2 separate regions of the Acanthopagrus latus genome follow, and region 2 is linked to region 1. The links are chromatin contacts, called in public Hi-C maps. All regions are on one chromosome and are shown on one strand. Each heading gives the region's core, a stretch centred on a gene start, on an enhancer-like site or on the middle of the called end of the contact. The rest is flanking DNA. Distances are from core to core; before and after follow the strand shown.

What was found. Hi-C and Micro-C count contacts between places; a contact is called where the count stands out from the background.
Region 2: a contact with region 1 is called in a Hi-C map of liver, with 3 times the contacts expected there. The contact joins the promoter of rint1 here to the promoter of lemd3 in region 1. A contact is called at or near these places in 2 of 4 Hi-C or Micro-C datasets (liver and muscle).

What each region holds. Positions count from the first base shown.
Region 1 is chr14:2,634,422-2,638,828 of fAcaLat1.1, forward strand. lemd3 (inner nuclear membrane protein Man1) reads right to left here and starts at 2,154. Exons shown (of 13, transcript XM_037121001.1): 1 at 782-2,154. The coding sequence starts at 2,120.
Region 2 is chr14:2,778,230-2,782,636 of fAcaLat1.1, forward strand. It overlaps rint1 (RAD50-interacting protein 1), which reads left to right and starts at 1,816. Exons shown (of 15, transcript XM_037121264.1): 1 at 1,816-2,251. The coding sequence starts at 2,018. LOC119032281 (a long non-coding RNA gene) reads right to left here and starts at 2,754. Exons shown (of 4, transcript XR_005078838.1): 1 at 2,652-2,754.

The sequences.
Region 1 (4,407 bases), core at 904-3,403:
TTAGATAGCAGGCGAGGCGGAAAATAGGCGGACCAAAACAGACCCCCAATTTGCTGGCCTCTGTCTAAAACCGCGAACCGAGCCGCCAAAATGACGGGCAAATTGGCGGCTTGGTGCCCTGTCTAAAAACGGCTACAGACTCACCCGCTATCACAAGGAAAGAAGTAGGCCAATGTTACGATAGCATATGCAGAACAAGAAAGAGCCGTATGAAATGTATACTTTGTTTCAACAAAAATTAAAAAAAAAAAAAAAAACTATTAAGAAAAACCTTGGATGCAGGTACTTTTTTTTTAGCAGGGACTCAGTATCGGCATTTACTACATATTAAATGACTCAGATCGGGATCAGGGTAAAAAAGAAGAAAAAAACCTGTTTGAGGCATCCCTACTCATAACAATACCAAGCATTATTATTACACACACCTCTGCTTCTTCTATTTTATATTAAAGTTTTAGGCAAAATTCAATTTCTGTAAAAACATTTTCACCCAATCTGTTGGTACATTTCCTGATCACAAAAGCGCATGTCCTTTATCATTCTTGCTTCACTTTTCAACTGAGTTTTAAAATATGTGTCAAAGTCAAGCGTCATTTATCCGAGTCATTAAATCTTTTTGTCATTCATTTTGGCATACATTTTAATCCCTTTGGATGCTTTTGTCTGTCAAATCATGATCACGCTCTGTGTACATTGGTTTAGAAATGCCCATGGACCTATTTTACCGTTTATATGGATAAACAATCAAAAGCTTCAATAGCACTTCTTGCCAGATACTTACTGACTCCGTCCACCTCCGAGGATCCAGAACCCCTCATCCTAAGATACATGAGGCCCAGCAACAAAAAAAAGAGGCAGGCTGCCGTGAGAAGGAACATGGACAGATAGTGAGCACTAAAGCTACCAGAGGCGGCCACCTCTTCTCTTTTGAATTGCTGGAGCAGCTCATCCTCCGGGACAGACACCTTCTGCTTCAGCACTGCCTGGCTGTATGAGTGGTTGGGAACGATCTGGTTAGAGTGGCTGCCCCTGTATGTCTGGGCCAGACTGCTGTAGTTGGAGAAGCGCGGTCTCAACCCGATGCTGAACCTACTCCTGCTGCTGTTTCTAGAGGCTGCGCAATCCCCGTCGACGTGGTTGTTTTTGCTGGCCTCTCCTCTATGGTTCTCGGTGAGGGACACGTAAATAGACTTTTTGGAAAAGTTGTGGCTTCGCAAGCCCCCCGATGAGTCCGATTCTCTTCTCTTTAGCTTGTCTTCCTCCCCTTCCTCCCTCCGACTTCCCACCATATTTAGATTCTCAGGCGGGTTAACCTCTCCGGCTGCCCCTCCCGTCAGAGACCCGCGGCCGACTCCGTGGGAGGGGAACAACACTGGCTGCTGACTTCGTGTAGGTTGCAACCTTTCCTTCTGTCGGTCTCCAATGCTCCCAACCACCTCCTCGTCCGAGTCTGAATAATCCCCGGCTAGTTTGCTTGTGTCCAAGGGGGGTGCTCCACAACCATTTAAAGAGCGTGAGTTCTTATCCGCACCCCCCTCATAATTGTCCTCGTCCCCCGATTCGTCGTAATCCCTAACTTCCGCCTCAGGGCTGCATCTGGCACGAACTCCCCAGCCCAGAGAGACACTTCTCTGCCCGTCCGGATCCAGAGAAGAATCGTTACTGTTCAGCGTACTCGTAGCGCCATACTGACTCTTGATAGTCACACTCGGTGTTGTAACGGGTCTTGTCTTTAGTTGTTGTTGAAAATCAGAGCGTCGGTCTGCCCTGCCACTGTGATTAAAACCCTTTCTTTTCAAGGGAGTTTCAGCGTCAGACTCATCAGAGCTAAAGCCGAGAACAGAGGACTTCCGGCCCGGTCTCCTGCTAGAGCTCAGGTGCGTGACGTCATGGCTGGCTGGCCTGGATCCCGCCGTGCTGCCGCCGCCAGTGGTGCTGTTGATATTCCCGCTGCTACGGGTTTTACTCAGTCTGGAGCCCCGCTGCTGCTGCTCTTCGCGAAGCTTTTTAAGTTTCTTCAAGTATACTGGACGAGTGTTTTCGGTCACTGGACCTGGAATGAAACCAAAGCGCTTTAATTCGGAGAAAAGCTCCTCATCCGTTAACTGTGTTGACGCCATCTTGGACAAAACTCTCGGAGAAGGTTGTGTAACGGAAGTGACGTGGGGGTGAAGTGGCAGTGGATCAACAAGGCTGCGTTCAAAAGCAACCGCAAGTTGTTTCAAAATGATAATCACGAAGTCGTGGTTATAAGCTATTTCTCAGACCTTAAACATGCAATATTACATGTAAAGTATATCAGACGTGAATGCTATTCATAAGGTGATTTTATAGTTGCGAGAATCTGTGCATTAAGAGTTTAAAGAGCTTTTTAAGAATTGCATGTCTTCTAAACGTCAGTATTATGATAATGTGAATAAACTTATGTTGGCAATAATTTGTTGACACAAAAGAAATGACAATTGCATATCACTCACAGCTACATAGGATACACAGCTAAGTAGTTAGCTTTCTATGAGTACTTTTTTAAATTAATTTTGAATCTATTAAGGCCCCCGCGACCCTGCAGAGGATTAAGCGGCGTACATAGAATATGTACAGATGATGGATGGATGGATGGATCTATTAAGGCCTAAAAAAGGGGGAGGGGGGCACGTACTATATATATACTGTATAATCATGTGCACATCCCTGACTTCACATATGAAGTATTTGTGTGTATCATTGCTATTCGTTTACAACCATGTGACAGCTTCCGTTTACTGGACGAAACTTTAGTGAGTAAGTAATTGCTGTTTCGAATTCTCTGACTATCACTAAGGTGGAGGTGACAGCCAGTGGTATCCCTCAGTCTGGGAAAGATGGAAGATGGACATTTGATACATGAAAACTATTGATTGATTGATTGATTGATTGATTGATGAAGGTTTTGTTACAGTGAAGTTGGCCTACATCTTGATTTGGACTCACAATGAGGATATGGAGTGTAATGATTGAGCAAGAGCCTTGAACATTTATACAGTTCATATGGGCGAGTGGTGACGATGTACCAGGTGAGCTAACTGCAGAAGGTATCGTGAGTGCAGAATATGGAGTGCACATGTGCGACTGACAGTCGTTCCCACTGCAGTGACTTCACACACAGGAACTGTAAAAAAAAAAATAATAATAATAATAAAGTAATGGTGGACCGCTCCTGAAGCCTTCCTGTTAGGTCACACTTAACCTTTGTGACCTAACAGGAGGGCTTGAGGAGCAGTCCACCATTACTCTCCTCCCGGTTAGGTCACACTCGGGGATAGACACCTTTTGTCTGCCATGACGGCGGCACCCCGAAGATACAGCTGCCAATGTGAATTGTTCAAAAACTTTTTCACTAAACTCTGTGTACACAAAGTTTCATGTGCAGAGACCTTAGTGGTACTACGAGCAAAGTTTCATGTTGTGTCAAGCCTTCTTAGTGTTTTAAAAATAGCGATTTTGATGCTAGCGTAAGAGTGCCCCAGCACTCCATTGAAAATTAGTGCCTCTTTTGTTGTAATTATGCTTTTACACAGAGGTTTGACTCATATACATTCACAAATAAAGCCTTGGTTGCTTTTTGGCGAGAGTTTCATTTTAAGACTGCAGACTGCAATCTGCAGACTGCACTAGGGAGGGCCTTTGGCATTTTTAAATTTAGTGGGTGGCATCTGGAAAGGCATATGTTGGAAGATGAATAAGAAAAGAGCGAGTGGCTGCGGTGTCCTGCCAAACAATCTGTATTGTGAGAGGACTGAAACCAAACCCATCAAGGATGGGTGAACATATTTATTTTGTACAAGAAAATCACACAAATGTGAAGAAAAGAAAACTCAAAGGCTGGCATCTTCTCATCAGCTCTGCATGCACAACGTGATAAATTATGTGATATGTGTAACAAGCTGGACATGCATAGTATCATTCAGTCAGTATGCAACAGTTGAGGGGCTGCATTTCACTGACCTACACACTCAAAACAAGTAACTTAGCTAAGAGTCACAGCACAGGACTGTTCGAACAACTGTGATTGGGACTTGAGTCAACATATTATTAACATATATTAATTGAAAACATGACATGTCCAGGCTTTTAGCATAGATTCAGTTTGGATTTTCGGCTCGGAAATTTTCGGTGGTAGAAGTATTCACAGTGGGAAAAACATTATGACAAAAGTTACAGTGTACTGCAGCAGCCTACCTTCTTGTAGTCAGGCTGTCTGTTGTCATCTACTCCAAGAGTGTCCTATGCCAGGCTTTGTGCAAGCTTCACAGTGATAAACAGAGAAACACATTACTACAAGATAAAGAAAATGATAAGATGTCAATTGAGCTGAATTTTTCATGGATTTTTATGGTGGTCTATGTTTTTGTGTGTTTCAGAGGTGCT
Region 2 (4,407 bases), core at 566-3,065, 140 kb after region 1:
CTTGTCAAGGGACCAGGACTTCACCTGGTGGTAACCTACATACCTCCAAGGTCCTCCTCCAAATTTCTAGAAGAATTTGGTGAATTTTTTGCAGATCTTGTGATTTGTTCAGATAAAATCCTACTTACTGGGGATTTGTCTATTCAAATTTTCTTAAACATGTACTGAAAAAAAATAGTTGAAGAATTTCAGTCCTCACTAATCCAGGCTAATATTGGATATGTGAAACTAATCCCATATCAAACCTGAAAATCTCATCCTATTGACTTTTGTTTTACCATTTCTTTTAACCCGAACTCGCCAAAAAAATCTATTTTGCAATACATTTTCGCAAAGTTATTGAAATGTTTCATAATCAAAAAATTAGTTCTATTTCTCTCAATGTGTGAATCACCCCTTGAATACAGGTTTCTCTTGGTTGTGCCATATCACTAAAATATTTCATTTTATGCACTTTGTTGCCAGCTTAACTTATTACACAGCATTTAAAGGAATCAAGACGTCTGATTATGACACAGATGACATTCACAAACAAAGCCTAGATTGCATTTTGGCGAGAGTTTCACTTAAAGGAAAAATGGAGACAAAAAAACAAACAACTAAATCAAACAACTAAATCATTGCCTTGTATGGGACCTATCTATCTTTCAGCCTCAGCAAGTGCCATCTCTAGCTTATCTATTGTCAGCCACTTTGCAAAACTACCTCCAACTCCTTCTATGTTGCCATGTGGGTATTGTGCAAGCGGCTATCCTTATGAACCTTCAGCAAGTGGCTTGCATTTTTCCAGTCTTTTAGTCCTTCCTTATTAAGTCTGTATTCTTTTGGAGAAAACATTTAACAGCAGAAACAGTGCAAGCTATTATGTTATGTGTAAACCATACATACGTCTTGTAAACGTATGTGTTTTTTAAGCTTTTCTTTTGGTTTTAGCTCAGCGGCTTAGCTAACTAACTTCCACTTTTCTCATCAAACAGAATATCAATTCTACAGTTTTTCTCTAAAAAAGAAGCTGAAAGTTTGAGATCCAAATTCTTTAAGTTTCCCATTGCTCCAAAAGCAAAGGAGGTGCACTTTAAAATTCTTAATAGAGTATACCCTCCTCTGAATTTGTAAGGAATCGTTTTCATTTTGACCACAATAACTGCTCATTTTGTGATGAAGACATTGAAACAACTGAACATTTGTTTTATGACTGTAAATTTGTTAATACCTTCTGGGAAGGTTTGTATGACTGGTTATTCCCTAAAATGCCCAATTTCACTATTCTAACAAAAGAAAATGTTTTATATGGTGTATCTATGAGAGAGGCATCCCATGACCTGGCTATTAACACTTTCATCATTCTTGGTAAATTATTCATTTGTAAAAATAGATGCATGAAATCCAAACCTAATTTCTATGTTTTTCATAAAGAACTATGTCATTATTTTTCATCCTTGAAATGTATGGAGAAGAAAAATGCATTGAAACTTTGTAGGTTAGTAGAGGAGTTTAATCTTACTGAAAACCCCTAGCTCTCCCCTCTTCATTTATTTTACTTTTACTTTGACTTCTCCCAAATATTATTTATTCAGTTATTTATTTTTCTGAGATTTCTTAATTTCTTTCATCTTACACTGTCGATGATATTCTGAGGCTTGTCCATGTGCCTTGTTTATTCTGTATTGCAATGTACTATGCCAATATGTTATGTAAATATGTTATCATTCAATAAAATAATAAAAAAGAAAAAAACAAACCTAACTTCCGGTTGACACTTCCGGTATGGATTGGATATATGGCGGCGCCCTTGTCGGCCGTCTGGACTGCGGATGGGCACTGATGTGGCTCAACAAGGGATCAGCCAGCCCTGTACATAACTGATCAGCAGCGATCGTCGCACGCTACACCGGAAATAAACCACTCGCGCTCGCTCCCAAGGACCGCCCTAGGGACGTCATAGGCTCCCGCCTCCCTTACGTACAGTCGTGGCAATAAACCACTTGTAGTCAGGCCACAACAGTGAAGGGGAGATATGGCGGCGGGCACTGAAGCGGAGCTTCAAGTTAGCAAACTGACAGATCATTTTTCACACTCCGTCTACACAACCAGCCTAGATAGCGAGTCTTTCTCAACAGATGCGGAGGGCCTACACGACTATGTAGTGAAATTCCTTGAGAAAAAGGTAGGCAGTGACCTGAAATCCTTGAAGAATGTTGGCGAACTCCTGGAAAAACTGAGAGAGGAAAACAACGTACTGGAAAGACAGGTGAATCAGCAGCTTTGTTTTTTCGTATACAGCTAAAAAACAAAACAAAAGACTCCACAACTCATCATTTTTGAAAGAGCCTGTTCATCGCCTGATGTAATATACTATGTTGCACATGTCAGTGGGTTTTTACGCGAGAGCGATATGCGAATACATTAACGTTATAGATTAAACCCACCATGTTGACAAAAGAGCACAGCCAGTTTATGCGGCCATAGAGAAAAAAAGGTCGTAGTTAGCAGCTCTTGGGTCACGTTAGGGACCTAACCCTACACTATCAAAAGGTTGTCATCTGTGTGCTGTGAGGGACACAACAGCTCTCTCAGCCTAGGTAACAGCGGCATATCTTAGAAATGAACAGTAGCGTTCAAACTGTATTTCACATTCTGATTGCCTTTACCAATTGGTTGGGACCATGTCACTCATCTTGGTAACCCAGAAGATGCAGGAAAGGCTACTGCAGTCAAGCCACCCTCCACTCCGAAATCCCCGGTCAACCTAGCCGCCACTTAATTTGCAGTGCCTGTATATAGACGATATTACGGTAATGCAGTGCCAGAACAGAATTCAAAATAAAAGCAGACACTTATGAAGGCAGTCTGCAATTTCACACAAATACAATCAGCCAGTCTGTTAATTGATTGATGAATTATTTAAACAATTAATTACTTAATTGAGCATTTAAGGAATTAATTCATTGATTATTTATTTATTTATTTATTTATTTATTTATTTATTTATTTATTATTTAATTCATATTACCATCCTTATTCTGATCACACTGAAGTCTTAGAAGATGGGGGCCATGACATTTCATCTGTTTGTACAATTAGTCCAACATAAAAATAAACACAATAGCTGGCGTTTCTGATGAGGAATTTCAAAATAAAAGCCCACTAATTGATAGTCAATTATTTTCAATATTTCCCTCAAATTCAGATCCACATTAAGAGGAAAGTACCAGTTTCCACATTTATTTCACTTGAGACTGATAGAACTCAACTTCAGAGACTCACTCAGATAATTCCAGGAAGATCTGATTTGGATTTTCAAAATAGAAGCCCTCTAAAATGTGACATCGTTGCTGATATATTCCTTTTGATTTCAGATTTACTTTAAAAGAAAACTACCTGCTTCCACAGACAAATTTCACATCGGACTGATAGTACTCCAACTCAGAGTGTCACTCATGTATTTCCAGGATGTTCTGATGTGGATTTTCAAAATCAAAGCCCTCCAAAATGTGACATTTTTGCTAATATTTCCCTTTGATTTCAGATTTACTTTAAAAGAAAACTACCTGTTTCCACAGACTCATTTGTGTTCAGATTGATAGTACTTCAAGTCAGAGTGTCACTCATGTAGTTCCAGGACGCTCTGATGTGGATTTTCAAAATTAAAGCCCTCTAAAATGTGACATTTTTGCTAATATTTCCCTTTGATTTCAGATTTACTATAAAAGAAAAGGACCTGTTTCCACAGACTCATTTCACTTCAGATTGATAGTGCTCAATGTCAGAGTTGCACTCAGATAATACCAGGAAGTTCTGATGTGGATTTTCAAAATTAAAGCCCTCTGAAAATTGAGATTGTTGATAATATTTCCTTTAGATTTCAGATTTAGTTTAAAGGAAAACTACCTGAAACTACCTGAAAACTACCAGGAAGATCTGGTGTGGATTTTCAAAATTAAAGCACATTGAAAATTGAGATTGTTGATATTTCCTTTTGATTTCAGATTTACTTTAAAAGAAAACTACCTGTTTCCACAGACTCATTTCACTTCAGACTGATAGAACCCAACCTCGGAGTTGCACTGGATAATTCCAGGAAGATCTGATGTGGATTATCAAAATTTAAGCCCTGTGAAATGCAAAATATGTAATATTTCCCTCAAATACAGATTGATATTGGAGGGAATCTGCCTTTGTCCACAGACTAATTTCACTTCAGACTGAGGGTACTCAACTTCAGAGTTGACCGCAAATTATTCAAGCATTATTTTCCCTCCAAATTCAGAGTGACATGAACACCTCTTTCAGCAGGGCCAATTTCACCAACCCAAACACCCCGCAAGACTACCATGTCCTGTTGTTTCAGTTGCAAAGTGTTTCTTCCTTGTCCTTCTGCCACATATGCTCCCTCACTTGGCCCAT